7 separate regions of the Mus musculus genome follow, and regions 1, 3, 4, 5, 6 and 7 are each linked to region 2. Evidence: chromatin contacts called from public HiChIP or PLAC-seq and promoter capture Hi-C data. All regions are on one chromosome and are shown on one strand. Each heading gives the region's core, a stretch centred on a gene start, on an enhancer-like site or on the middle of the called end of the contact. The rest is flanking DNA. Distances are from core to core; before and after follow the strand shown. Region 1 holds the start of Cd163l1 (CD163 molecule-like 1). Region 2 holds the start of Nlrp6 (NLR family, pyrin domain containing 6). Region 3 holds the start of Tubgcp2 (tubulin, gamma complex associated protein 2). Region 4 holds the start of Slc25a22 (solute carrier family 25 (mitochondrial carrier, glutamate), member 22). Region 5 holds the start of Adam8 (a disintegrin and metallopeptidase domain 8). Region 6 holds the start of Caly (calcyon neuron-specific vesicular protein). Region 7 holds the start of Mtg1 (mitochondrial ribosome-associated GTPase 1).

What was found. Promoter capture Hi-C pulls out the DNA fragments that hold promoters and counts their contacts. HiChIP or PLAC-seq counts read pairs in DNA pulled down with a chosen protein or histone mark.
Region 1: a contact with region 2 is called in a promoter capture Hi-C map of embryonic stem cells, with 6 times the contacts expected there. The contact joins the promoter of Cd163l1 here to the promoter of Nlrp6 in region 2. A contact is called at or near these places in 5 of 39 promoter capture datasets (cranial neural crest, embryonic stem cells, liver and 1 more), 1 of 115 datasets of contacts at active chromatin or transcription factors (memory CD8 T cells) and 1 of 9 other capture datasets (pancreatic islet).
Region 3: an H3K4me3 HiChIP or PLAC-seq map of the 230-238 cell line shows a contact between it and region 2, with 8 times the contacts expected there. The contact joins the promoter of Tubgcp2 here to the promoter of Nlrp6 in region 2. A contact is called at or near these places in 16 of 115 datasets of contacts at active chromatin or transcription factors (the 230-238 cell line, bone marrow-derived macrophages, craniofacial prominence and 9 more) and 2 of 9 other capture datasets (embryonic stem cells and liver).
Region 4: a promoter capture Hi-C map of pre-B cells shows a contact between it and region 2, with 4 times the contacts expected there. The contact joins the promoter of Slc25a22 here to the promoter of Nlrp6 in region 2. A contact is called at or near these places in 3 of 39 promoter capture datasets (embryonic stem cells and pre-B cells), 1 of 115 datasets of contacts at active chromatin or transcription factors (pancreatic cancer cells) and 1 of 9 other capture datasets (adipose tissue).
Region 5: a promoter capture Hi-C map of embryonic stem cells shows a contact between it and region 2. The contact joins the promoter of Adam8 here to the promoter of Nlrp6 in region 2. A contact is called at or near these places in 9 of 39 promoter capture datasets (the 3T3-L1 cell line, the HPC-7 cell line, cranial neural crest and 5 more), 2 of 115 datasets of contacts at active chromatin or transcription factors (embryonic forebrain and pancreatic cancer cells) and 1 of 9 other capture datasets (liver).
Region 6: a contact with region 2 is called in an H3K4me3 HiChIP or PLAC-seq map of forebrain, with 8 times the contacts expected there. The contact joins the promoter of Caly here to the promoter of Nlrp6 in region 2. A contact is called at or near these places in 5 of 39 promoter capture datasets (cranial neural crest, embryonic stem cells, hippocampal neurons and 2 more), 9 of 115 datasets of contacts at active chromatin or transcription factors (craniofacial prominence, embryonic basal ganglia, embryonic hindbrain and 6 more) and 2 of 9 other capture datasets (embryonic stem cells and macrophages).
Region 7: an H3K27ac HiChIP or PLAC-seq map of embryonic stem cells shows a contact between it and region 2, with 7 times the contacts expected there. The contact joins the promoter of Mtg1 here to the promoter of Nlrp6 in region 2. A contact is called at or near these places in 7 of 39 promoter capture datasets (cranial neural crest, embryonic stem cells, hematopoietic stem and progenitor cells and 3 more), 1 of 484 Hi-C or Micro-C datasets (group 2 innate lymphoid cells), 8 of 115 datasets of contacts at active chromatin or transcription factors (cardiomyocytes, embryonic forebrain, embryonic midbrain and 3 more) and 1 of 9 other capture datasets (macrophages).

The regions. Positions count from the first base shown.
Region 1 is chr7:140,216,593-140,220,333 of GRCm38.p6, reverse strand. It overlaps Cd163l1 (CD163 molecule-like 1), which reads right to left and starts at 2,067. Exons shown (of 14, transcript NM_172909.4): 1 at 1,706-2,067. The coding sequence starts at 1,769.
Region 2 is chr7:140,919,476-140,923,133 of GRCm38.p6, reverse strand. It overlaps Nlrp6 (NLR family, pyrin domain containing 6), which reads right to left and starts at 2,232. Exons shown (of 8, transcript NM_133946.2): 1 at 2,048-2,232; 2 at 1,222-1,493; 3 at 941-976; 4 at 1-724. The coding sequence starts at 2,076.
Region 3 is chr7:140,034,336-140,038,140 of GRCm38.p6, reverse strand. It overlaps Tubgcp2 (tubulin, gamma complex associated protein 2), which reads left to right and starts at 1,467. Exons shown (of 18, transcript NM_001286007.1): 1 at 1,467-1,794. Zfp511 (zinc finger protein 511) reads right to left here and starts at 1,750. Exons shown (of 6, transcript NM_027201.1): 1 at 1,535-1,750; 2 at 1,248-1,321; 3 at 720-921; 4 at 501-625. The coding sequence starts at 1,687.
Region 4 is chr7:141,436,095-141,439,868 of GRCm38.p6, reverse strand. Slc25a22 (solute carrier family 25 (mitochondrial carrier, glutamate), member 22) reads left to right here and starts at 1,995. Exons shown (of 10, transcript NM_026646.3): 1 at 1,995-2,300. Pidd1 (p53 induced death domain protein 1) reads left to right here. Exons shown (of 16, transcript NM_022654.2): 12 at 1-77; 13 at 180-298; 14 at 378-491; 15 at 592-791; 16 at 1,022-1,756. The coding sequence ends at 1,280.
Region 5 is chr7:139,991,243-139,995,093 of GRCm38.p6, reverse strand. It overlaps Adam8 (a disintegrin and metallopeptidase domain 8), which reads left to right and starts at 2,532. Exons shown (of 24, transcript NM_001291066.2): 1 at 2,532-2,662; 2 at 3,648-3,748. The coding sequence starts at 2,623.
Region 6 is chr7:140,081,218-140,084,831 of GRCm38.p6, reverse strand. It overlaps Caly (calcyon neuron-specific vesicular protein), which reads left to right and starts at 2,284. Exons shown (of 5, transcript NM_001190385.1): 1 at 2,284-2,370.
Region 7 is chr7:140,135,803-140,139,599 of GRCm38.p6, reverse strand. It overlaps Mtg1 (mitochondrial ribosome-associated GTPase 1), which reads right to left and starts at 2,036. Exons shown (of 11, transcript NM_199301.2): 1 at 1,827-2,036; 2 at 1,217-1,281. The coding sequence starts at 1,935.

The sequences.
Region 1 (3,741 bases), core at 818-3,317, 700 kb after region 2:
AGAAGCCACAAACTGCATTCATCCTGGCTCATTTCTAAAGACTTTCTAAAGTTTTCAACTGGAAAGGTGACAGGCAGGGGTCACACAGAGACCACACCACTGTTTCACACCTCCCCCACATACTTCTTACTGCCTCCAGCTCTGAATCCCAAATGTTGCCACGATGCCCCCCGAACGAAAATAAAATACTTTTGTCCTGCCATGACGCCTACACAGTGCTGCTCCCAAGTGCCACAGGCCCACTTCCACTGCAGACCCTGTCTCCAAGCTCCCCACAGTCTTCCTTACTCAGCCAAGCTCACCCACAAGGTCACCTACTGTATTATGTGCAGTGTCCACTTGGTTAATCCCTGCACACCACCACTTCCATTAGTGACTCCTGTTTCTACTGTGCAGCCTCTGACTGCCTGGGTCAGGCAGCACACCACTCTCCATCCGTGGCCCTGCCCCAGCATTGCTTCCAGGCCTCTGCATAGCTTCACCCTTGTCATCCACCCTAACCCCTATTAGTGCAAAAGAGGCACTTCTCCGGGAGTGTAGCTATATGGTCCCAACCTATAAAGGGAGACACCTCCAGACTCACTAGTAAAGGGTCTTATATGACAGTGGGAGAAGAAAAATGGGACCCCTTGCATTTCTCTGCCACCTGAGGGAAGTTTGGGCCTCCCTCTGAGTTATCCATCACTAACCCCACCCCACCCCCAAGCTTCCTCATCCTCCTTGCCCTGCTCCTCCTTGGAAGTAGTAGTGTACTCTGGCCTTGCCTCTTACATAAAGGCATGTCATTAGGACCTGCAACCCTATGCACAACTGTCTTCACAAGTCCCAGCTTGTCTCACTCTCTGCAGCTGTCCCCATTACTACTGGGTGACTTCAGTTCAGCACCATGGTCACCTCCTTTCTGGGCACCTGGACAACCACGGAGTGAAAGGTTTTTCTCAGTAGGCTTCAAGGACCCACAATCTGCTTTCCTCCCCTGCTACAAGCCTTGCCATGTCTTTAAGTGCTCTTTTCTCCCCCCCTTCTCTCTCTCTCTCTCTCTCTCTCTCTCTCTCTCTCTCTCTCTCTCTCTCTCTCTCTCTCTCTCTCTCTCCCTCCCTCCCTCCCTCCCTCTCTCTCTCTCTCTCTCTCTCTGTCTCTCTCTCTCTCTCTCACACACACACACACACACACACACACACACACACACACATACACACAGCCTGAACTTACTGCTACCTCCCATGCCTTCCCTTCCATATAGAAGTCAGCCCTTCCATATTCTCTACCCTAGAGTGAGTGGAAGCTCTGTAACACTCAATATTGCTCAATTATCAAGCTCTCCCACTATCCTATGGCCCCAACACAGCCAGAGTTGACATTGGACAAAGAAGGACCTATAGATCTATGGCATTTGGTGTTCATCTAGGTCCCAGGGACCAGAAACACTGTTGCACTCCCCATGACCAGGCTTAGACTTAGCCCTGCATCTGGGCTCTGTACTCATCTGTGCTTGGGCTGGACCTACACTTTTGATATTACAGGAGGACCCTCAAGTGTCAAGACCTTTGTATGTCACAGCCTGGCCCTGGGAAGTCCAAGCTTCCTCAAGCTGAGTGAGACAGCTGGTTATAGCTAGAGAGTCTCATGCCCCTGGACCTGGACACCCAAGGTCTACTGCTTCCTCCATGTTATGTGTATAAATATGCAAAGCAGAAAAACTTACCAGTGAGAGCTGCCCCGAGAGTGAGAAGAGACCCTAAACTCAGAGGCCAGAGCGTTGTCCTCATGGCCGCACGAAGTCCAGAGCCTCAGCTGCAGCGATAAAGGAGATCTCGTCCCAGAGCCAATTTTATAGATGTAAGAGAACCATTAGCCTGTGTCCGATGCATACAGTAAGAGCCTCTCCACGGCACATCAGCAGCTCTACGTCTCCGTCTGTGGCAGAGCAGTCAATGTCCTTGCTGGTCCTGAGCACCACCAGACATGAACAAGAGGCTGGGGTGGTTTCCTCCCATACTGATAACCACTGAAGGAGAGCCTCACCCAGACCCTGCCACCAGACAGGTGGCCTGTCTTTCACAGAGTGGAGTGAGGGCTATATCTATGTACCCCACCCAGAACCTATCACCAGCACAGACAGTGTACCCAAGAGAAGCATTTCGTGCAGCATAGGTGGCATCCTTGGAGATTTGTAGAGTTCCAATTGGAACAGGAGAATGAGGCAGACCAGATAACTGTGTAAGAGCTCTGGAAAGAATGAAGTCACTGAAATAGAGAGTCCAGAGAAAGGGCAGCACAGCACGCCAAGCCTACCAGAGACTCACCTACTCAGAAGAAGGAATCAAGGAGTCTCATAACACAAAACCAAAATGTCTGAGATCTGCAGAGAACCACCCATCCTGTGAAAAACCAGGAAACTCACAAGGCAAGGATAAATGTTATGACCATCTGTGAGGACCTGAAAACAGACTCCTTGAAAATGCTTCTGCAATTGCCAATTCTTTCGAAACAAATGGAAACAAACAGAAAGTCTCAGCGAAAAACTCATATAACCATAGGACCAACGTGAAGATGTGGTGAAATCCGGACTCTCGTCTTTATGGGTATGGGACATAGTGCAAAGTTGTGGAAAATACTGTAAAGGTTTCTCAGGACCACTCGTCCTATGAAATCAGCTCTTCCAAAAGCTAAACAAAAGGTGCCCAGGAATTCTACTCGGACATTTTGGTCTGCAGACGCAATGAAGGGGATACTGGGAAAGGATAGACTGTGGGTCTGCAGACACAAGAAGGGGATACTGGCTGAAAACTCCCCAAATATGTGAAAGACACAGGCTTACAGATTTAATAAACAAATCCTCAATGGAATCCTCAAGTTCTAATGTTTAAAACTCTGGGGAAACCTCACTGAAAACAGCTACACATAAAGAGTTGTTGCCAATGGTTCTCAACCTTCCTAATGCTGCAACCCTTCAATACAGTCTCTCATATTGTGTCGACCCCCAACCATAAAACCATTTCATTGCTAATTCATAACTGTAAGTTTTATACTGCTATGAGTTATGACATAAATGTCTGATGTTCAGGATATTTGATATATGACCCCTGTGAAAAGGCCGTTCAACCTTCAAAGAGGTGGCAATTCACATGTAGAGAACCACTGCTGTTGAGAACCACTGAGTGACAGAGAATCTCATCTGACACAGAAGCCCATAGAAAGTGGAACAGCCATCAGCCAACTCAAATCCTGAACTTGATAACAAGTGCCCTCCTGGATGAAGGGAAGTAAAGAATCTCAAATGAAAAGACCGGCAGCCCTGCCCTTGCAGGAGAAAGCTCTCTTAACAGGAAAGGAAGCACAGTAGACGAGAAGGCTGCACGTTCTGCTTGTCACACTTTATGTATGGGGAAAGAAAGTTCAATGCCCTTAACCTTCAGAGAAACACACATTAAAATGATGCTGCGATTCCCATTTCACCCAAGTCCGAATGGCAGTCATCAAAAAGCAACGATGGGGTAAGGACTCATAAGTACTGCTGATGGGAGTAAGAACTAGTGCAGCCTCTGTGGAAGTCAGCATGGGGGGCTCCCCAAAAACTAAGAAATGGAGCTACCCCATGACTGACTTCTATCATGTCTGGGAATGCAACTGAATGACCCTGAGTCACGTGTCACAGAGAGACTTGCACACCTGTGCTTATTGCTGTACTGTTCATAATAACCAAGATAAGGAACCAGTCTAGACAGCTATCTATGGAGG
Region 2 (3,658 bases), core at 983-3,482:
TTTTTTTTGTCTTTGTCTGAGAAGCCGCGTATTTCTGCGCACTGTGGCGAGCACAATCTGCCCTGCAGCCTCCCTGTAGCGGCATGGCGTGTAGTCACTAGCAAGCGAGCTCCTGGTAACAGCTCCTGGCTCAGCAGCCCGCTCAGCACTCTCAAGCCACTTGTAGCCTCCAAAGGGTCTTTGCAGGGAGTGGCCTCTGAGGATGGTAAAGTAGGCAGCTCGTCTGCACCGTCCAGGATGAACAGTAGGCGATTGGGTTGCGCCAGTATCCGCTTCACTGGCCAAGCGCGGTCCGGGCACTGGTCCAGCACCAGGTCCGCCAAGCTGCGCTTTCCCGGCCGCTCCAGCAGCTCGCCGCACGGCATGAAGAAGGCAAAGTCCACCTGGCTGTGGTATAGCTTACCTGCTGCCCAGTCATAGAGGATTTTCTTGGCGGCCATGGTTTTGCCGATGCCTGCCGGGCCCTGCAGCACCACGGTCAGCGGCTGCGAGCTCTCTTCATCATTTCCCCGGAAGAGCCGATTAAAAGTGTGCGTGTCCGAGCGCCGAGCGCGTTCGGGCTCCGGCTCCCCCAACGGCCCCAGCAGCTCGTCCTCCACAGCGCCGGTCCCCGGAGCGATGAGCAGCTTGGTGAAGCGCTTGTTGATCTTCACAGAGCGAGCATTCCTCTCCTTCACCTTAGCATGCTGTCGTAGCACGTGCTCGCGGTACTTCTTCTTGAACGCTGGAAGGCGTAAGATCGCGAAAGACAGGGATGGGCTTGCCGCCACTATGGAATCACCCCCCTGCCTGTCTAAATCTGGGCTCCCTTTCCTCTAGTATGCTATAGCTTCCTTCTCCAGCCATCTCACACCCAAGGATCCCCAAGCAGCGTCCAGGAAACTTGGGCTCTATAAGGAGTCCAATAGGACGTTTCACCTGTGTGCCCGACCGAACATACCTGACACGGAGAGAAGCACCGAGGTGGGGCCGAGCTCTGGAAGGCAAACCCGACATGAGGCTCTCTGAGCATGAGAGATGGGGCAAGGCATTTCCATGGGAGCTTATGGAACTACCAGCCCCCGCCCCCCCCTCTCCCCCGCGAATGAAACTTTGGGCTGGTTTCCGGGAAGGAGAGTCTCAGGAAGTGGTAGAGTGGACAAAGTTGATCTTCCCAAGGAGAGCAGGGAGGATCAAGGGCGAGCCACCGGATCCAGCCCCATCCTACTCTGCCCAGCTTACTCTGTAGCTGCTGTTGCTTAAGTCGCGAGGCCACATCTCGAATATCCGACCTCTTCAGGACCTGCCGGGTCATTTCTACAGCTGGCACTGGCTCATAGAACTCAATGAGCTTGTCGACAAGGTCCACAGCGTCTGAGCGCTCCAGTCGCCCCCACGGGATGCTGCGGCCATCCAGGGGCGCATCCCTTAGCTTGTGGCGGAAGCGCTTCAGCTGCTCCTGGCTCAGCTCCTCCAGTGTAGCCATAAGCAGCTCCCTTGCCACTGCATCCACGCTGGGGATGAGAAGGGTTATCATCACTGATGCGACCTGAATAGGACCTGTCCCTGAACCTCCAAAGCACCCCGGGTCACACATTGCACATTCTCCACATGGAGCCCCAGGGCAATACATTGTAGAGACCCACAGGGTGTTCCAAGGCTTCACCTCAAATTACTGACTGTGGTGAAGTGGATCACTCCATGGTTAGTCTTTCTGCGTCTTTCCTTTCTGGCCACACGAGATAAAGCCAGTTAGCTTCCCTACGTGGGTCTGTGCTCTCCCTTGTCACATCCTCTGAAAGGGCTCCAGCTCTGCTCAACTGAGACAGGCCAGGCCCTGGTAGGCTTCCTGAATTCTCTACTCCAAACTCATACATAGCACACTTTGGTGAGTCTTTTCTGGACCACCTACACCAGGGACTGAGTCTGAGTTCCTTGTGGGGAGCAGACTCATAAATGCCCTGGTTTGCAGGGTGGACATAGAAGATGGGCTTGAAATTCCAGTACAAGACCTGCTCTAGAGGTGAGCCCAGTTAACTTGAAAGTTCTCTCTGGAAACCACACTCACCTGGAGCAGGAGGCTCCAGCGGCATCCATGGAGTCTTATCTCAGGATCTAACTCTCAGATGCAGAAGCTGGGAGCAGAGGTGATCCTTTCTGGGCTAAACTGGTCTCATTCTGGGTGTGAGGGTGTTTCTCAGTCTTGTTCATTCTGGCTCAGCTGGACTCTTGCTGACAGTCAAGAGGCTCCCAAGTTAAGCACGGGTTGTAACATCATATATGTGCTGGACTGCGACCTTTGGTTTTCTTCTATTTTATTCTATCAATACTCCTCCTCCTGGGTGTGGCATCCTATGCAGCTGTGAGGTGGTTCAGATTAAATAGCTGACTCACAACCAGGTCTTCAGAAATGGCCTTAAGGTGCTTTAAATTTTGCACACAAGGCGTGAAAATCAAGAGGGCAGGGGCCTGTGGGCAGGGATAAGGGTGGAGAGAGAAAAAGAACCAGGTCCTCAGCTCTGCAGTCAGTTAATCCTCCCACACCCAGCTCTAGGGCAGAGATCGGATGTTTCTGACCCTAGGCCCTGCAAGTGACTGCAGGGATATGGAGTTTCACTGTGTGGCTGGCACGGACGTGTGTAAAGGCACGTGTGCACACCTCCACATGGCTAAGTTAATGTTGTATTTAAGTGACTGTTTGTCGTAGACTAAATAAAGTCCATGAAGACACAGTTCACAGAGGCATGGATGTGTTTATTTATTTTTATAAATTCTGGAAAACAAGTCTTCTTTGTCTCCTTGTCATCATTATTGAAGGTAGAAAATGTGAGGCCAGGGCCAGTGAGATGGTTTATAGGGTAAAGGTGCTTGCCTGACAACTCGAGTTCTAACTCTGGAACCCACAGAAAAGTGGAAAGAGAAGAACTCCACAAAGTTGTCCTCTGACCTCCACACCCAATCTGTGGAATGCGTGCCACCGTGCTCTCAAATATCAAATGTTTCAAGGTGATAGTGATAGAGGGAGGCTGGAGAGATAGATAACACTTAGGGTTATCTGTCTCTCACAAAGAGACTGACTCTGGTTTCCTGATCCCACATGAAGTAGCTATCAACCACCTATGACTTCAGCTTCAGGATATCCAACTCTTATACAGGTGTGTGTGTGTGTGTGTGTGTGTGTGTGTGTAAAACACATACGTCTACATAAAAAGGAAGAAGGGAAGAAATACAAAGCCAAGCTGGTCTCGAGTACACTACTCAACATCTGTGTGACCTTGAACAGTTTGTTTAACCTCTATGCCTCTATTTCTTGTTCTTGAAGTAAAGCACGCACTCACAGAAGGTTGGAGAGATGGCTCAGCAGTTAAAACACTGACTGTTCTTCCAGGAGACCCAGGTTCAATGTCTAGCACCAGCACGGTGTGCAAAACTACCCGTAAGTCCAGTTCCAGGAGATGTGACACCTTCTTCTGCCTCTGCAGACACCGGGAATGCACAGGGTGCACAGACATCCATGCAAGCAAAATACACATAGACAGAAGATAAATTAAAAAGAAGAAGAAGAAGAAACGCTTATGGTATTCATATTACGTGGCGTGAAGTATAAGGTGTGGGGAGAGGGCTCTGTCTGTACAGCAGTTGCATTGTGAGTCTAGCATAAGCTTGAGGAACAGAGCTT
Region 3 (3,805 bases), core at 218-2,717, 880 kb after region 2:
TAGGGATTGAACCGCAAACTTATGCACTTCACAGAATGAGCTGTCACCTCATCAATGCACTACCAAAGGATCATGGGAGTTCATGGAAAGGAGTCACTTTTTAAAGGAAGCAAAGAAGCATTATTCTAAAAGTTATTCCAGGAATTATTCTCCTTAGGGCAGTCTAAACAGTCATGCTAACAGACAGCTTTGTTGGCAAGTTTATAAAAGTAAGCAGAGAGAGAGAGAGAGAGAGAGAGAGAGAGAGAGAGAAACCCTAGGGGGTTCCATGGGAGAAGTGTGAAGAGCACACAGGGGATTCCATGGGAAAAGCACACACACTTGGGACAGTCCCCAGTGCCCTGCTGGTAGCATCAGAGGGCCATGGAAGACACCACACCAGCACAAGCACTTGCTAGCACCTCACCCTCTGCTCTGTTAGTGTCCTCACTAAGATTTGATTACAGTGTCTGTTCCCAGGCTTAAGACTGGGGACAGTCACAACTGGGTCCCTCACGTACCCTCTGTTCGTCTTGGGCTTATCAAATCGGAAATCCGCAGGGTACAGGTGTAGCCTCACCATGTGATCCTTCCGGTCTTGGCTGGTCTTGAACTTCTCTGGGCAGCTTTCAACCAAGCACTGGTACTACAAAGAATAAAGTGTCACCTCTACTCTCACCCTGCCCTAAGCCCTAATCCCAGTCACCACTGCAGATGCACCCAGTGCAGTCAGCACCCACCATGTCTTGCCTCTGGGCCAGGATCTGAAACAGAGAGTCGTGCCATTCCAGGATGTGGACATCCAGCAAATGCCCAGAGGGGAAGGCACGGTTGCAGAAGGAGCAGGTGTTTCCATGCATCATGTGGTAGTGGTGCTGGTAGTCTTCTATGGCGGCAAACACTTGGCAACAGCCAGCCACCTGACAGGTGAACTCAGGCACCCTGGGAAAGGAGGTGTGTCTCTTGGAAGAATGTTTCCCCCTTCCCCCAACTATCCCAAGGCAGGAATTCCGGCGGAACTTCTTACCCATATTCCAGCTGAGCCTGAAACAAGAAGAGCGCTTCTTGTGCCACCCCAAACCTTACTAACAGACTAGGGGAGGGAAGTCCAGCCAAGCCATGCTCCTGTTAGGGCAGGGTGGTGCTAAGTGGATGCTACTCGGGTGTCAACTGGGAGGGGTCGGAGTCCCAGGGTGTAAGCGGACGAGAGAGGAGGAATCAGGATAGCGCTAGCAAGCCGAGTAAGGCCTCGAAGCCAAGGTGCTCACATGGATTTTTCCGGCGTCTCGGACACTTGCGTGAGCATGTCCTGCAAGTACAGGTGCCGCTGCACATCCCCATCCTACAGAAGACACGCGTCAAGAGCTGTGGGTGGACTCCGGCATCGAAGCCACGCCCTACAGCTCGGAGCCACGCCCCAACCCATAGAGCTGTGTCCAGCCCCTTGATCCGGTCCACAGGTCCGGTCCCCACAAGCCCCGCCCACAGCGACAGTCTTGCTTCTAGGCCCCTCCCTGTGGGGCTCAGGACATCTTCCGCCCGGGTTGTCACGCACCTCGAAGAATTCGTGATCCCGCGGGAAGCGCACGGCACGCGGCGCGAATCGGAAGGGTGCCTCCCCAGCCGCAGGGTTCCTCTCCACGGGCAGCGGTTCGGCTGCCCCCGGCTCCCCGGCCAGGCGGGAATATAGTGCAGGGGGAAGCAACATCACCACGGCCGCCGCGGCCCTTCGGCCACCGTCGGAGGGGTGGTGACGGACGTGACGTCTACTAACTTCCTGTGGCGACCCTGCGGGGCGGGACGCGACGCGCGGAGGTGAGTCAGGGCTGGGTCTGTGTTGTGGCGGGAACTGGTCGGAGAAGGGCGGGGCTGGAGCCGGGCGCGGGATCGGGTACCGGAGCCAGGCTGGCCTGCAGCGGGGAAGAGCCTGATTCTCTTGGGCCTCTGCCGCCGGCGGTTCCGTCCGCCAGCCCGGGCTTGTCTCGCTCCACGGTGCGACTGCCTCTCTGGCTCTTTCAGTCCTCTCCAGGAGTCCAATTGGAGGCAGTGGCCTTGGGAAGTTCGTGGTTAGTGTGACTCCTCTCTTGACAGCCCCGCGGTGACTGCGGTGCTGGCCTGCGGGTTTTCTGCATCTGCTGCTGGTGCTCGGGGTTCAGGGGTGAAGGGATCAGGGCCTGCTGCAGTAGAGACAGGTGTGGAAAGAAACCCTAACCTAAACAAAAAGACGATCGAAACGTGCGGCTGACACTTTGAGGGGCTTTAACTTTGCTCCTCTACCAAAGTAGGTCACCCTCCCCCAGTATGAATATAAGTGTCAAGAAAGAAGGGACGCTACTGTTTAATAGATACAAATGAAAGCCTTTTGGGATTATTCTCCCTCTCTCTCAGCCCAGGCCTTGCTCGGTCTGTTTCTCTTTCTCTCTGTTCTGGATTCTTCCAAATGTCTCTGGATGTTTTCTCTCTTATTTATAGTAAAACCTTCCCCCTAAGGAGAGGGACCTGGGGAGCAGGGAGAGGCACGGGCGGGGGGGCGAAGAAGAGAAGGAGGGAGGGATGAAGGAAGGAAAGCCTTTCTGTAATTAAGCCCTGGAAATGAGCGTTTCTATGTCTTTAGACAGCTGCTTATGACCAGGCGTGATATCATCTCTCTCACTTTTGTCTCTGTAAAAGTATTTGGATTCTTGACATTTTGCAAATGATAAAATGTTTTTGACAGGCCATGTCTTGGTTAGGTGTTTTGTTTTGTTTTTTGTTTTTTGTTTTCGAGACAGGGTTTCTTTGTGTATCCTGGCTGTCCTGGACAACTCACTTTGTTAGACCAGGCTGACCTCAAACTCAGAAATCCACCTGCCTCTGCCTCCCAAGTGCTGGGATTAAAGGCATGCGCCACCACTGCCCGGCTTGGTTAGGTGTTTTGTTTGGGGGCTTTTGTTTGTTTTTTACTGTGTAGTCCTGGCTTGTTCTGAGACCAGACTGGTCTTGAACTAGGAGATCTGTGACTGTCTGTGCTTCCTAAGTGCTGGGGATTAAAGGTGAATGTCTCACACACACACACACTCACACACACCCAGGCCAGCCTGCTTTCTTGCTCAGGGGGTGGCACCCCCACACACAGTGATCCAGGCCTTCCCCCATTAGTCATCAATCAAAGAGATGCCCCATAGGTATTGATTACAGGCTAAATCTGATAGAAACAGTTTCTCAATGGAGATTCCATCTTCTCAGATATGTCTAGGTTTGTGTCAAGTGTACAAAAGCCAACCGGCACAGGCTGGTTTTATTATCTAGGAGCCTGTAGTGGTTCTCAACCTTCCTAATGCTTCGACCCTTTAATACAACAGTGCGTGTATTGCTGACCCCCAACCATAAAACTATTGCCTTACTACTGTTACGAATCATCCTGTAAGTACTTGATATGTAAGATATCTGACACGTGATGCCGGTGGAAGAGTTGTGGGGTCTTGACCCACAGGTCGGGAACCTCTGCTCCAGAATCTTCCCTCTTCATACCTCTCTACCTCCACCCCAACTTTGTTTTAATCATTGGCCGTTAAAAGTATGCACCTGACTTGCTCATGATTGGTTATGCCAGACTTGCTAATAAATAAGTTGTGCTTCCTCTAGAACATCTGTGGTGATTAATAGAGATAGATACCCAGGGATGTCAGAAGGTCAAGCAGGCAGGCTGTTAAGACTCGGTCAGCCTTCTTTACAGGTGTACCTTTCAACTGTAGCTTTGTCTCCCTGTATGTAGGACAATTGTATTAACATGACTGTCCCTGTCCCTTGCCAGGTAACTGCCAAGAGTGTCTCTCCTGAGACATAT
Region 4 (3,774 bases), core at 746-3,245, 520 kb before region 2:
ACCCTCTGAGACTGTGGAGATGTTTGAGGGTGAGAAGTTCTTTGCAGCCTTTGAGCGGGGCATTGATGTAGATGCAGGTAGGTCTCTTTTCCAGGGTGCCCTGGGGAGTGACACTTTGGCCCCTCCTACTGATTTGCTTCTCCCCCCTGCCTCCCCCAACCCCCCGCCCCCCCCACCAGACCGTCCAGACTGTGTGGATGGCAGAATCTGCTTTGTCTTCTATTCACACCTGAAGAACGTAAAGGAGGTATACATCACCACAGCCTTGGACCGGGAAGCTCAGGATGTTCGAGGACAGGTGGGCTCATGTGTCAGGATCCTGGACTGAGGTGCCTGGATCCGAGGTCAGCTCTGAACCCCGCATGCTCCTTCCTCAGGTGTCCTTTTATCGGGGTTCACTTCCTGTGGAGGTACCTGCAGAGGCAGAGGCTGCCCGGCAGAGGAAGGGTACAGATGCACTGTGGATGGCCACCTTGCCCATCAAGCTACCGGTGAGGCTGCAGAGGCTTCAGCTGACAAGAGGAGACAGTCCCAGGGTGACCAAAGATAAGAGAATGGGTCCAAGCTTTCTGTATCCTTGCCTCCTGACAGAGACTCCGGGGTGCCCAGGGGAGTGGGCAGGGGACTGACTTCTCCTTGATGCCTCTGAACCTGGGTGATGCAGAAACTGGATTCCTGACTCAGAGCAACCTGCTGAGTGTGGCCTCACGCCTAGGTCCTGACTGGCCAGCTGTGGCCCTGCACCTAGGCATGCCCTACCATAAGCTACAGCGTATCCGGCATGAATTCAGGTGAGCTTCAGGAGTTCTAGTGATCCTGCTGACTCCCAGCTTCAGGTTCAAGGCTGACATCTCCCCCACCCTCCACCCCTGCACATTAGCTGAAAGATTTCAAGGAGGTGGGGATAGAGCAAATACCAGCCTGGAAAAGGAGGGTCTGGTCACTAGCCCAAGGAACTTTTGAGGTATGTTGAGCCTCTGTGTGTGTTCCTGGGCAAACGTCTTCATCACCACCCCTCCAGGGATGACCTGGATGGCCAGGTCCGACACATGCTCTTCTCTTGGGCTGAGCGCCAGACTGGACAGCCTGGAGCTGTGGGACACCTGGTACAGGCCTTGGAACAGAGTGATCGGCGGGATGTGGCTGAAGAGGTGCGTGCCATCTTGGAGCTTGGCCGCCACAAGTACCAGGACAGCATTCGACGCACAGGGCTGGCCCCTGAGGATTCTACTCTGCCTGGCACCTCGGCTTCACAGACTCCAGAGTCTGCACAGGCCTAGGCTTACAGACTTAATTAAGATAGCTTTAAACTTGACTCGACCAGTGGGCAGAGCCCTATCCTTCTACCTCACCCGTGTGCTCCAGTGCCCCAGCATACAAAAACCCACTCACTGTCTAGCCCAAGCTAGCCTCCAACTCACAGTGAGTACATCTCAGAGATTGTTTTACATAAAGGATAGAGAGCAGGTTGCCCATACTTGCTACCATGCCAGGCCCTTCTGCTAAGATGGGAGCAGAGAAGGCCTGGAGGGAGAGATGGCTCAGTAGTTAACAACACTAGCTGCTCCTTCAGGGAACCTAGTTTGTTTCCTCTACCTACCTGATGGCTCATGACAATCTGTAACTCCAGTTCTGAAGGGTCAGCCCCTTCCTCTGGCCCCCACAGACACCAGGCACACATGTGTGCAGACAAGTATGCAGGCAAAACATCCATACAAATAAAATAAAAGCTATTTATTGTGTGTGTGAGACAGAATACCTTTGCAGAGATCATTCTCCCCCGTCTATGTGAATGAACTCGGGGTCACTCGGCTTGGTTGCAAACACCTTTGCTCAGTGAGCCATCTCTAGGCACTGATGAGTAATATTCCCCAGGGGTGGGGAGGAACTATTCTACATAGTAACCCTGCAGCAGGTAAGGATACAAAGTCATCTGTGACAGAATGCTGCATAAGCCCTGCCCACCAGAGTCTTATGGGCGGTGTCTAAGGAGCATCTCTCCTAAAGCTCCGGGACCAAACCTTCCCCAGACCGTCCCATCCCCATGCTTCCCTCCTACCTATTCTCAGTCTTTCAGGGCTTTGAGATAGGAACAAGGAGGGCCTAGGGATACGCCAGAAAGCCCACTCCCTCAAGGGTGGCCTGAGGCTGTGGTAGTGGCCACGCCGGCCGGGAGGGGGAGCCGAAGGCAGCAAAAACTTAGGGCGGAGCGGGCGCGCCTCCGAGAGACGCGCCTCCCCGCCTAGGTGCAGGCCCCGCGCGCGGCACAGCGGGGAAGCGATCCCGGCGGCTGCAGTGTGGTGAGTGCTAGCCGGTCATTTCCCGTGGCGCCCACTCAAATCTGGCTGGGTTGCAGGGAGGAAAAAGGGTGGCATTGGTGGCTGGGAGAGGTGACATCTGCTCAGACACTGCGGCTTTGGCGGAGCCTGAACCTAATGGGTACATCGACCGGCTGTCTCCGGGTGTGGAAGGCCGTGCTCGGTCCCGGCTCTGCCGGGCGCGCTCCCCGCGCACACGTGTCCCAGCAGTGTGGACGCTCCAGAGCCGAGGCTGGAGTTATTTCTGCCAGGGGTGGGGGGTGCTGCACACGTGAGAGCCCACTGGACTTGCGTGGGCACGTATATGGTCAGAGTCCGCGTTGTCTGTCTGGAGATAACGAGGCCAGCTGAGCCCGGACCTTGGGGTAAAGGGCATGATCTGGCCTGGAACAGAGGATGTGCCCCATACTGCTTTTCCTTTGTAGGACAGCTGGAGTACCTTTCTGTGGGAAACCTCTTTGTGGTCCTCCTAGCTAGCAAGACAAAGCTAACCTCCCTAAGAGGAAGGGGCAAGGGAGACTGGATTGGGGGAAGGGCACTCAAGTGGTGAGGCTCAACCCCAGTCCAGTCTCTCTCTCTCCCTTCTCTTCCCCCCCCCCCCTTCTTTCTTCCAGACAGGGTCTCTCTATGTGGAGCTAGTTGTTCTGGAATTCTCTATAGACCAAGTTGTCTTTGAACTCACAGACAGCCACCTGCCTCTGCCTCAGAGGGCTGGGATTAAAGGAGGGAGCCTCCAGTGTCACCAGCATTTCTTTTAGGTAGGAAACAGGCAGCTTTATTCATGAAAATTGAGGAAGAAACTGTATGGAGCTGTTAGCCTCTGTATGCTAACGGGGCTTTTCTCAGTTGGCCTGTGGCCTGACAGGGGAAGAAGGCAGAAAGCTCTGGATCCTCAGTGGCCTGACTGGACAATCAGGTTTCTATGGTAACATAGACAGCATCGAGGGAGCCCTGACATGTGTCTCAAACTGATGAGAATTAAAGAACACACACACAACACACACAAGCCAGGAGTGGTGGTGGCACATGCCTTTAATCCCAGCACTCAAGAGGCAGAGGCAGGCAGATCTCTGACTTTGAGGTCTACATGTTCTACACAGTGAGTTCAACCAGAGCAATCTTGTCTCAAAAAATCCTATATCAAAACCAAACTCTTTGGGTGGGGGAGGCGGGAAACAGACCAGACGGTTCCCTTTGTGTGGTGCTCCAGGCAGCAGAACCCCTTTGCTCTCAGCTCAGCAACTGTTCTCTCTGGTGTCCCGCCTGTTTTGTTTAGTTCAGGGTACAGGGCTGACTAAGCCCTGGGGATCTCAGTGCCTACCTGGCTCTTCCCCATGGACTTCAGACTGTCTGTCTGACTTCCAGGATACACACAATACCCAAGTCCCCAGGTCGCAGATATGTAGGAGATAGCATCTCAGGGACAGCAGACTGAAGGTAGAGGCATAAGGAAGGA
Region 5 (3,851 bases), core at 1,283-3,782, 930 kb after region 2:
TAACTGTTTGCCTTTAAAACCTAGTGAGAGTGTGCGTGTGTTTGTGGTACATGTGGGGGCGTGGGGGATCCTTTTTGCCTCAAAGACAAAGTATTTGTGCGAGGAGCAATATAATTGGAAAAAGCCATGTAGAGCCTGGGGGTGGGAACTGTACCTATTTAGAGGTTGCCTTTGTGTGCACCACTAGGGGGCAGCATTGTTCCTAACTGAAAATACCCTCACTCAACCAATGTATTCCCTAGAGCTTCACCAAGAACCCTTAAGGTTTACCCTCTGAGGAATATCCTTGAAGACAGGCTAGGCTTCAAGCCAAAAGCTGTTCTTGCCAGAACTGGGGTCTGGCTGCCCTTTGTTTGATAACTGGCCTTGCTTTTTGGAAATTACTTAGCAAAGTGGCTAACAAGCTTTGTTGTAGCTACCTTGTCAGAGTGGCTTTCTGCTTCAGTCCTGGAGTGGGCAATATGTCTACCCTTGACATGATACACCCTTGCTCCAGGGTGGTCTAGTCTAGCTAAACTATATAAATACACGTGTCCTTTACAGAATCCAGTTTTAAACACCTGCCCTAGGAGGGTCTGGGGAGTGAGGAAGTGTTTGGAGGAATGACAAGTAGAGGCAGCCCTTGGCTATTGGCTCTATGTAGATGTATATGGTGGGTGCCTGGTCAGGACTGGCTCGCTAAGTAGAGCCCCCAGCCCCTTTCCTGGGGTGCTTGGTTCTTCAACCACACAGTTTCTTCTGGTCTGCAGCATGTCCAGGCTTGCCTTAGTAAACATCTATCTGACAACCCAGCATTGTTAGAATGAATGCTACACCGAGCAGAGGAGCTTACCTGCCTGTCTCCAGGAGCCCAGAAAGCCATGTCCCTGGACGATGACCTGCAGCTCCCAGGTTTGTGTGGGGTGCAGCTCCAAACCCTCAAAAATACCTGCTGGGTGAAGTTAGGAGTAAGTTGAGTCTGTCTTTCCTGATGGAGTGTGTACCCATCATTTCCAATGTATTTCTGCCAGTGTGAGACAAAATTCGCCCTACTTGGTCCCAATTTTTGATTATACACTGTTCCTCCATCTTCACTATGGGCAGTTGGACTTACAAGACAATGGTTGCTACTGGCAACAGGTTTTGATTTTGCCTTTGATTTGACTAAGAACACATTTCCTTGAACTTTCGCTGTCACCTAACTTGCAGTGTAAGAGTATTTAAGATCCTGTGTATGTGGAAGTCAGCCTTACCCGAGAGCTCTGGCTGCTGCCTACCTATTACAGCCTCGCAGTGAACACTGTGCTGATGCCTCAGGCAGCGGGTTGCTGCTGAGATTCCTAAGCCATTGCTACATTTCTGACCTTATCCACAAGGGTAGAAGAGTGACAGTAGCATGTGTGCCCCAGCTTAAATTCTTAGGTACGATCTAAGACTCCAACCCAACCCTGTAGTTTCCCATTATGGTCGAGCTGTCAGGCTCTGTTGGTAGTTTGGGTGTCTCCCTTTCCTCTTGGGTTACTTATCCCTTGTGGGGTAGAACTGTAAAGTCTGTGAGGTCTGACCACAGCTGTGCCCACAAGGATGTATAGCGAACAGTGCCACAAATAATAAACAGGCGTGACTACATTCCCAAGTGCCCTGGGTTCCCACAGTAACAGACCCACCTGGAGAAGCTGGAAGCCAGGCCATGGTAGGGGTGCTGAGAGCTCTGGCTCTGAGTCAGCTCTACCCTGAGGACATGAAAGACAGAATCCAGGAAAGGAGCCTGGTGCCTCGGGACCCCCTAACAGGTTAGGTAGGACCTCAAAGGATCAGTCAGGGGGCTGGCGAGATGGCTCAGTGGTTAAGCACGCCGACTGCTCTTCCGAAGGTCCCAAGTTCAAATCCCAGCAACCACATGGTGGCTCACAACCATCTGTAATGAGATCTGATGCTGTCTTCTGGAGTGTCTGAAGACAGCAACAGTGTACTTACATATAATAAATAAATAAATCTTAAAAAAAAAAAAAAGGATCAGTCAGGTTCCTCCCTGCATATGCCTCTCCAGTGAGGCCTCAGAAGCCTCGTGGAGCCGGGCAGGAGCTTTGGGAATGTCAGCTCCCACAAGTTGGTCCTGGGCCCACACTGCCTTTCTTGCCCCTGTCTGCATCTTTCAAGTGCCCAGAAAGTCAAAGGGTCCCCTTCTGAAATTTCAGGCTCATAAGTCACTTCCCCTCCAAAAGTCATCTTCCTCCAGCTAGACTCCACCCAGTTAGCACTCCCAAAGCTCTGCCATGGGAGGCAATCCCACAATCTCCCCACCAGGACTGGGAGCTTGTAGAACTGCAGAGTTGCTCAAATTGGTCTGTTTACCATCTCCATCTCCCATGAATTTTGTCCAAAATCATGGGAGATCAATAGGAGCTACCTAGAAGTTACTTCGGAGGGGCCTCTGTAACTCCAGACTGCCCTGGAGGCTGGTTGCTGCCAACTGGGTGTTGGTATAGAGGTGTGTACTTCTTGCCCCGCCTTGCTCCGCCCCGCGGTCCAGTGATTGGCCAGTTCCGATCAGTGGGAAGGGCACTCAGAAAGAAGTACCAGGCCAGTGATGAAGAGAGTACTTTGTGGAACCTCTAGGGTTAGTGTGCTCCAGATCCCATCATGCTTGGCCTCTGGCTGCTCAGCGTCTTATGGACACCAGGTGAGTGATGACTACTTGATTTCAAGGAGCCTATTCATTGCTTGGTGGTGTGCCTAGTGGCCATGTACCATGATCAGCTCACCTTGCCTCCCTGGAGTTGGTCTGGTCCCTGGGTATGGAGAAAGTAGGTAGGAACAGAAAAAGTCAGAATTGAGATTTTTTTTTTTTTTCAAAAGTGAAATGTGAGAGAAATTGTTTCCTGGGATTTTTCTTTTTTCATTGAGCTAGTTACAGGAACAGTAGTGACATCACTAGGCGTGGCACTTACAGGACAGCTTCCCTTGCTGCTGTAGGAGTCCCAGGCAGCAAGGTTCACCTTTGGGATCCTGGGGGATGCATAACTCTAGCTAGGCGGGGACAGAAGCTAGAGGCACGATGGTCCCAGTTCTCTAGCAGCATGGGATCCTGCCTCCCACTGGGAGGCTTGGTTTTCCTGTCCTGGGAGGACCCTGGCTGGAGTGGTCTCTTCTCTTACCTCTCAACCCTGGGGTTAAGTGGCTGTGCCCCTTGCCTATGCAAGAGATCAGCAGGTGGTCTCTAAAACTGGACCTGCCTACAGATAGGTGCTCTCTAAACCAGTCCCCCATCAGTTGTTGAGCAGGAAGTTTTCCGGTGGGAGAGAAAAGCCTGAGGGAGGGTGTGTGTTCATCAGTTAGCTACGATCATGTAGCTAAGGTCAACTCTAGATGTCTGGCAGGCAGACCATAGGGCCTACATGTGTTCTGCCTGTGTAGGTTCAAACAGGCACTGGGGAAGGGTGGGGTGAGTGGATGAGGTTCTTCTGGGGGCACTGTGCCCAGGTGTGCTGGGCTCAGACAGCTTGACTCTGGTGTGATGGAGCTGGTGGTTTAGGCACAAAGCTCTTATCTGGGCCATGGGGTCAGATCCCATTGCTGGCACTGAGCCTTGTGGTGAATACCCAGATAAAAGAGCTAACTCTGGCTAGACACTGCTGGACCTCTGACCCCCCTTTCTCCTGAAGCAGTAGCCCCTGGACCTCCTTTGCCCCATGTGAAACAGTATGAAGTGGTTTGGCCTCGGCGCCTAGCTGCATCCCGCTCCCGCAGAGCCCTGCCCTCCCACTGGGTAAGTCTACCCATTAGCCTGGCCACACAACCTGTGTCTTTAAAAGGACCGGCAGTCTCTGGAGGCTGCCCTGCGCAGCTCCAGAACTTCAACCTGTCTGTGC
Region 6 (3,614 bases), core at 1,035-3,534, 840 kb after region 2:
ACTCATCGTTGGACTGACTACTCAGATTGCATCCTCTAAACCAACCTAATAAATCCCATCTATACATATACATTAATTCAATTAGTTCTGTTCCATTAGAGAACCCTGGCTAATTGGTAGAATGCTTGCCAAACATGCAGAGAGCCTTGAGTCCCATCCTGAGGACCACATAAGTGGGTAGCGTGGTGCACACCTGTAATCCCAGCACTCAAGGGGTGGAGTCAAGAGGACCAAGGATTCTTTGCCATTCTAGGCTACACAGAGTATTCAAGGCCAATGCTGTCACAAGAGCAGAGAAAAAGAGAAGGGAAAGAGAAACAGAAGAAGAGAGAAGGAGGAGGAGAAGGAAGAGGAGAAAAAGAAGTAGGAGAAGAAGAGGAGGAGGAAGAAGTAAAGATGGGATCTTCAAGTAGGCTCTAATCCAGTATGATCGATGTCCTTTAAGAGTAGATTAGGACACTGACAGATACTCTCTACAGAAGTGGAGGAGCAGGCTTTCAGCAGGACCTTCACCAGCACCTTGATCTCAGAGCTTTGGCCTCCAGAATAGTAAGACTAATTTTAGTCTGTGGCAGTTTGTTATTACAGACTGGCAGGATGATGCCAATGTCGATAATGAGACAATAGCAAATATTGATGAATATGGAGAACCAATAATGGGAACAAAAATAGTACAGCCACTTTGGGTAAAACAGTTTAGCATTTTCTTTAAAAGTTAAATGTTGGGCCTGGAGAAGTGGCAACATTATTAAGGACACTTGATGCTCTTGGATTGGTCCAGAGTTCAGTTCCCAGCACCCATGTTGACAGCTCACCACAGTTGCACTTTCCAGCATCTACCCAAGAGCAATAGAAGCATGTGTCTAACGAAGACTTGGTCAGGAATGTTGTTACATGTCATGCAACAGACACAAAGGAGAACAATTCAGATACCTGTCTGCGGACAAGCCGTGATTCACGACAGCAAGAGGGTTCCAGTCAGGGCTGGAGAGATGGCTCAGCGGTTAAGAGCACTTGACTGTTCTTCTGAAGGTCCTGAGTTCAAATACATGGTGACTCACAACCATCCGTAATAAGATCTGATGCCCTCTTCTGGTGTGTCTGAAGACAGCTACAGTTTACTTTTGTATAATAATAAATAAATCTTTAGGCTGGATTGAGTGGGCTCCACCAGAGTGAGCAGAGGTCCTGAATTCAAATTCCCAGCAACCACATGATGGCTCACAACCATCAGTACAGCTACAGTGTACTCATATACATAAAATAAATAAATAAATCTTTTTTAAGGCGGATTCCAGTCAACAGCAAGACAGAACTGTGAACAGAGAGTACTGCTGCCTCGAGCGGAAGACCAGGAGAAGCACGGCCACTAGAGATGCCCTGTGTGAAGCGAGGCATACTATCAACTAAACATCTGTCCAGTGCCTTCTGCATATTACCATTATTCAGGCACCAGTGACCAAGCAAGACAAGGCCAGTCCTAGGAAAGCTTCCAGCCCAGAAATTCAGACATGGAAAGGCGTCTAGAGGAGCGCCCTCTAGGTCAGAGGCCAACCACAGCTGTCCTGACCCCAGCTTCTATTGTGAGATCTCAGGGGAAGGAACAGGCTCTCCCTTAACCCCTGGAATCCCAGCTGGAGGAGCAGCCAGGGCTCCTCTGGTCTCCTGGTTGCCCCCCTGCAGTGAAGTGACATGAGATGTGAGAACTGGTGTGATGTATGCCTTTGCATGCTGTGTGTGTCAGGGGTGTAAATTGTGTATGAAGTGTGTCTTAGCAATATGTAGCCGGGCAGTGGTGGCGCACGTCTTTAATCCCAGCACTTGGGAGGCAGAGGCGGTGGATTTCTGAGTTTGAGGCCTGGTCTACAGAATGAGTTCCAGGACAGCCAGGGCTACACAGAGAAACCCTGTCTTGAAAAACAAAAAACAAACAAATAAACAAAAATCAACAACAAAAAAAAAGAAAGAAAGAAAGAAAGAAAGAAAGGAAGGAAGGAAGGAAGGAAGGAAGGAAGAAAGAAAGAAAGGAAGGAAGGAAGAAAGAAAGAAAGAAAGCAAGCAATATGTGCGTATGGGAGGGTGAAGTGTGTATCAAGTATGTGAAATGTATTTCGTGGGTGTGTGAAGTGCTTGTGTCAGGTGTGTGAGTGTGATAAGAGACAGTGCAGAGATCTGCCGTGGGAGGGGGTGTGAGGCCACCTGAGCCACAGTGGTCCCTCCTCCAGCCTGCATCTCCATGGCAACCACAGCCTCGCTCTCAGGCTTCAGCCCCTAGCCCGCCCCGCCTGGTGGTGAAGCGCCTGGAACTGCATCCTCCGCATCTACACTGCATCCCTGTCCTCCCGCGACTGCGTCCTGCAGCAACTGCCTGTGAGCCATTTCCACGTTTCTCCTTTTGGAATGGGGACGAGGGGGCCAGCATGTGTGCGTGGGTGTGCAAGGGTGCAGGGATGTGAGAGGTGCGAGGAAGGGGGCGGGTGCAAGAGTGTGTGACTGTGCGTCTGTGGGATGTACGTGCAAAGATATGGGTGTAGGGGTTGAGAGTCTATGTGGGAGTGATTTGACTGATCCGATGTCTGCCAGAGCGGTGGAGCACAGCCATCTCCTTCCTGTGGTCTCCACTAGAAGTCAGGTTGGCCCCGCTGGCTCCGGTGGAGGGTGGTCATTAGACCTCTCGGGACAGTTGGGGGCAGCAGCTCTGCTGGCTTGAGGTGGATGGAAAGGTCCCTAGACCTCAAGGTATGTCGAGAAACCCCTACAGGCCAGTGGCAGCCTGGACATTAGGAAGAATTATGGCTGCTCAGCCTGCACAAACCCCATATGAAGCTGCAAATCCTTATCCTGGGCATAGTAGGGTAGCAGGGGCGGCGGGACAGCTGGACCTCATCTCGCCCAGTTCATGGTGACTGCAGACCCCCTCCTTGTGGGCTGGCTCCACCTCTGCAGGTCTGGGAGAGCCAGTGGGAGCTGTGCATCTCCAAGGTGGCCCAGGGGCAAAACCGTCAGCTCCTGTTCGGGTCTGACTGCTGGGTGCTGGGTGTTAAAAAAGGAAACAGCTCGATGGAGAGAAAGGGATTAGCAGAAGGGGTGTTGCCCAGAACATTGAGCGTTAGGGCCTGATGGGGGTCGCTGAGTGAAGGTTAAAGGATGGTAGGAGGTATGATAGCCATTTGTCTCAAACCACCTGCCGCGGGGCTTGGCTCTAGATGCTGGGCCACAGGTGGCTGGTGAGTGTCGGGAGCCACAAGCAGCTGTGCCCCTCCTCTCTGTCCCTCTTTGCTTGGGCCCCACAGAACAACAGCCGTTCAAACTGGAGGCAAACATCTATGACCTAAAAGGCTTGGGTGCAAGCAGACCAGGGTGGGCACTGCGGCAGCGTCGTAAGAGGAGAGCACGAGCCCCCACCAATGTGCACTTCTGTGTGACGCAGCATGAAAGGGTCCGTGTGAACGTGAGTCTGTGACCTCTAACCCAGCTTTTATGGGTTTTCAAATAAAAATTCGCATCCTCCAATATTTGTCCGTCAGCGTCTTGTTGGTGCATAGACCGTGATCAGAGATACCCGCCCCACCACCCCCGGAGAGCGCTGAAAATGAAAAACAAACTCTCGGGAG
Region 7 (3,797 bases), core at 787-3,286, 780 kb after region 2:
AGATGCTACAGAAACCGCTACCCAGCACAGACCTCCTGCCACATCCTAGATTCAGTTAAGTGTTCCAGAGACTGAAGGAGGACAGTTCTCTCATCATACATGCTGAAAATAACAAAGTTTTACTTTTTAAATAATCAAATATTGGGAGGAATGGTGGACACAACTTTACTCCTTGCACACAGATCTATGTGAGTTCCAGGTCATCCTGGTCTACATAGTGAGCTTCAGGCCAGTCAAGACTACAGTGTTAGACCCTATGTCAATAGTGGTGGTTGGCGGTGGTGGTGGTGGTGGTGGTGGTCACATCTGGCAGCAGGTGATATTAGATGAGTAGACATGTATAGCCTAAAACAAATACACCAGATGTATTATTGCTAAAGTTCCTGAAGTTCTCTGAAGGCTGAAATAGTTCCTATTCTCCATGACTATTTCCAGAGACTACCACCAGTGGCAGCAGGTCCCCACGCCCACCACCAGCTGCTGTTCCAGGGGCCTGGTGGTCTGGCATCCCCACGCTCTTCTAAGGCTAAGTAAGCAGGATGAAAAACTCACATGCCAACAGAAACCAAACACAGCTTAAATGCAACAAACAGTCTGAGAAGCACCTGCCAGTAGACATGATTGTAACTTGCCAATTCTTCAATTAAGGACAAGAGGAAAGGACAGGTTAGTAGGATCATTTCATCTCCGGTTTCATAATTTACCCCTAAAAATATCAAAGTAAACAAGAGGCTGAGACAAATAAGATATCAGATGGGCCGGGCGTAGTGGCACACGCCTTTAATCCCAGCACTTGGGAGGCAGAGGCAGGCGGATTTCTGAGTTCAAGGTCAGCCTGGTCTACAGAGTGAGTTCCAGGACAGCCAGGGCTATAAAGAGAAACCCTGTCTGGGGGGGGGGGGGGGGGAGAGATATCAGATGGGAGCCTAAAAATAAAAACACCAGCCTAGACCCCACGAGGGAGATTCTGATCTAAAAGGGCCCTAGCTATTGATGTAAAAGCCTCCCGGGAACTCTAATGTGTAATGAGAATTGGAAAACACTGCTTTATGTCCCAGTAATTACAAAAGAAGCTGTCGCAGCTGTAGACATAATGATGGACCAGAGGCAGAGCAGACTAAACTGTCTGAAGGAGATGGAGAGGAACCAGGAAAGCATCCTGCTGCTGCCTTTACAGTCGAGCAGAGGTGCTCCCCTCTACAGCGTAAAAGGATATCCTGGCGTCATGAACCTCGATAACACAATCCACCGACTTCAGACTGCTCTGCATCTTCTTTAGTCCTAGAAAATAGAGGGGCACTAAGGAAACAGCCAAAGGGGGCAAGTTTAAGTTCTCCTAGGGGAATACATCTGAGAACCATCAGTGCACACAGGGTTAAAGGAGGCAGCATTCTGAGCCACGTTCCACGGTGCCCCGATGGTTCTGGAAGGTACATTTCACACAAGATGGTCTTAATCAGGAAGTTCCTGATACTGTGCGGACTTAATACCCTCACTGCACAGAAACACTGAGGCTCCGCACCGCAACTGCCACCTGTCCACTCACACTCCCGGCGCCTTTTCTGCCACACACTATAATCTCGCATGGCTGCGGCAGCCAAGACCACAGCAAACAGCAGCCTAGGACCGCACTACGTCTACAGCTGCCTGGGGCCAAGTTGTGACCTATAAACTCAGACATCAGCTTGCATGTGACTTAAAGGGACCACTCAGTGCGTCTCAAAAGTATCAAGCACAAAACAGCTCTCCAACCCGATGCCAGGAAGGCGAACCAAGGAACCGCCAGGACCGGCGCCCGTGCCGCCTGCAGCCCATGCTGGCCTCACCCTTGGCCATGTGGCCGGGGAACCAGCGTGCTACATCGTGACCTTGCAGAGGGAAGCACTCGCGCCAAGCGCCCCGGACGGCACCCCATGCCTGCGGCCACAGCCTCATGTCACTGGTGTCGGAAGAGTTCGCAGTCGGACCGCCTCCGCCAGGGCCTGGATCTGCTCACAGGGTTCCGGCGCGCCTGGGTTCCGTGCGCGACTGCGCATGCGCCTGACTCGAGCACTCTGGGATAAGCAGGGGCACGGGGTTGGCCCGGTAGTGCTCCATTCTCAGGATTCCTGAGCTTATGTGAGGTTCTTTTCAGGGATTTGAAGATAGTCTCCTTTTTTTTCTTTTGGAAAGACGATATATATATATAAAATATTATATTTGCTCTTATGTTGTGGTTGCGCACACTTTTTATCCCCAGCACCAGAGGCAGAGGCCAGTAAGTGGCTCTCAGTGTGCTTGAGACCAGCCTGGTGGATTCCAGAGCCAGTGCTACATGGTAAGACAGAGAAAAACAACAACAAAAAGACTCAATTTCATTTATTTATATTTTTTCTCATTTTTAATAGGTATTTTCCTCATTTACATTTCCAATGCTATCCCAAAAGTTCCCCATACCCACCTTCCCACTCCCCTTTTTTTGCCCTGGCGTTCCCCTGTACTGGGGCATATAAAGTTTGCAAGTCTAATGGGCCTCTCTTTCCAGTGATGGCCTACTGGGCCATCTTTTGATACATATGCAGCTAGAGACAAGAGCTCCGGGGTACTAGTTAGTTCATATTGTTGTTCCACCTATAGGGTTGCAGTTCCCTTTAGTTCCTTGGGTGCTTTCTCTAGCTCCTCCATTGGGGGCCCTTTATATTTTTATTTGAAGTGTCTGTGTATGCCATGTGTTAGCGGATACGCCCAGAAGCCAGTGGATCCTCTGGACCTGGAATTACAGGGGCTTTTGAGTTGTTTGACTGGGTGCTGAGAATTGAACTTCAGTCCTGTGCAATAGCAGCAATCATTCTTAACCTCCAAGCCATCTCTCCAGTCCCAATCTGGAGATTTTTCACTATATTCCAAATCTTTCAGGTTTGAGGATATATAGCATGGAGGATAACAAGCTGGCCTGGCCTAGCATGCCCAAGATTCTAGGGTTTCATAGGGAAGCCAGAAGAAATTGGGCTGCTGGCAATGAAGATGTGGCTTCTCCATGGTGGGAAATTGGCCTAGAAATTTAAACTTAAAATCTAGGCACATTTTTCTTCCTTTTGAGACAATATCTCACTTTGTAGCCTACGCTACCAAAACTCAGGCAGGTGTGACAGCACACACCAGTAATCCTAGCATATGAGAGATTTGAGGCAAGAGGGTCAGGAACTCAGGGTCAGCCTGAGCTTCATGAGGCAGTCTAAAAAAAGTCGTCTTTCTCCCTCGTATACTCATATAAATCAATGTAAGGAAATTGAGTTGTCCCCTATCAGTTCCCGGGCCTGCCTTAGAACTTTCAAGTGTTACACACACACACACACACACACACACACACACACACCTGTAATGCCTCCATTTTCAAGTGTGACATTTTAATGTAACTGTTATAAATACCGACTACATTCCCATTAATACAATGAGAGTGAAGTGGGCTTCATAGTTGTAAGACTAAATGCAAATCCAGCTGCTCCTGGTAGAACAGGCCTGTGATACCAGCTAAGGATGATAGAGGCCAGGGGAAGCCAGGCATTAGAAACTACCCTAAGAGAGACACTATCTCAAATAAAAGGGGTTGACATGTAACTCAATGTTATAATGGTTGCCTTGAATGCAGGAAGCCTTGGGTTTGATACCCAGTACTACTATCACCCCCAGGCCTCCAGACAGGCACATACTATAAGCCCAGCCCTTGTGAGACTGAGGCAGAATAGAAATTTCAAAGCCAGCCTGGGTCAGAGTGAGATGTTGTCTCAAAAGGAAAATGGGGGAGTCCAGTGAGGGGA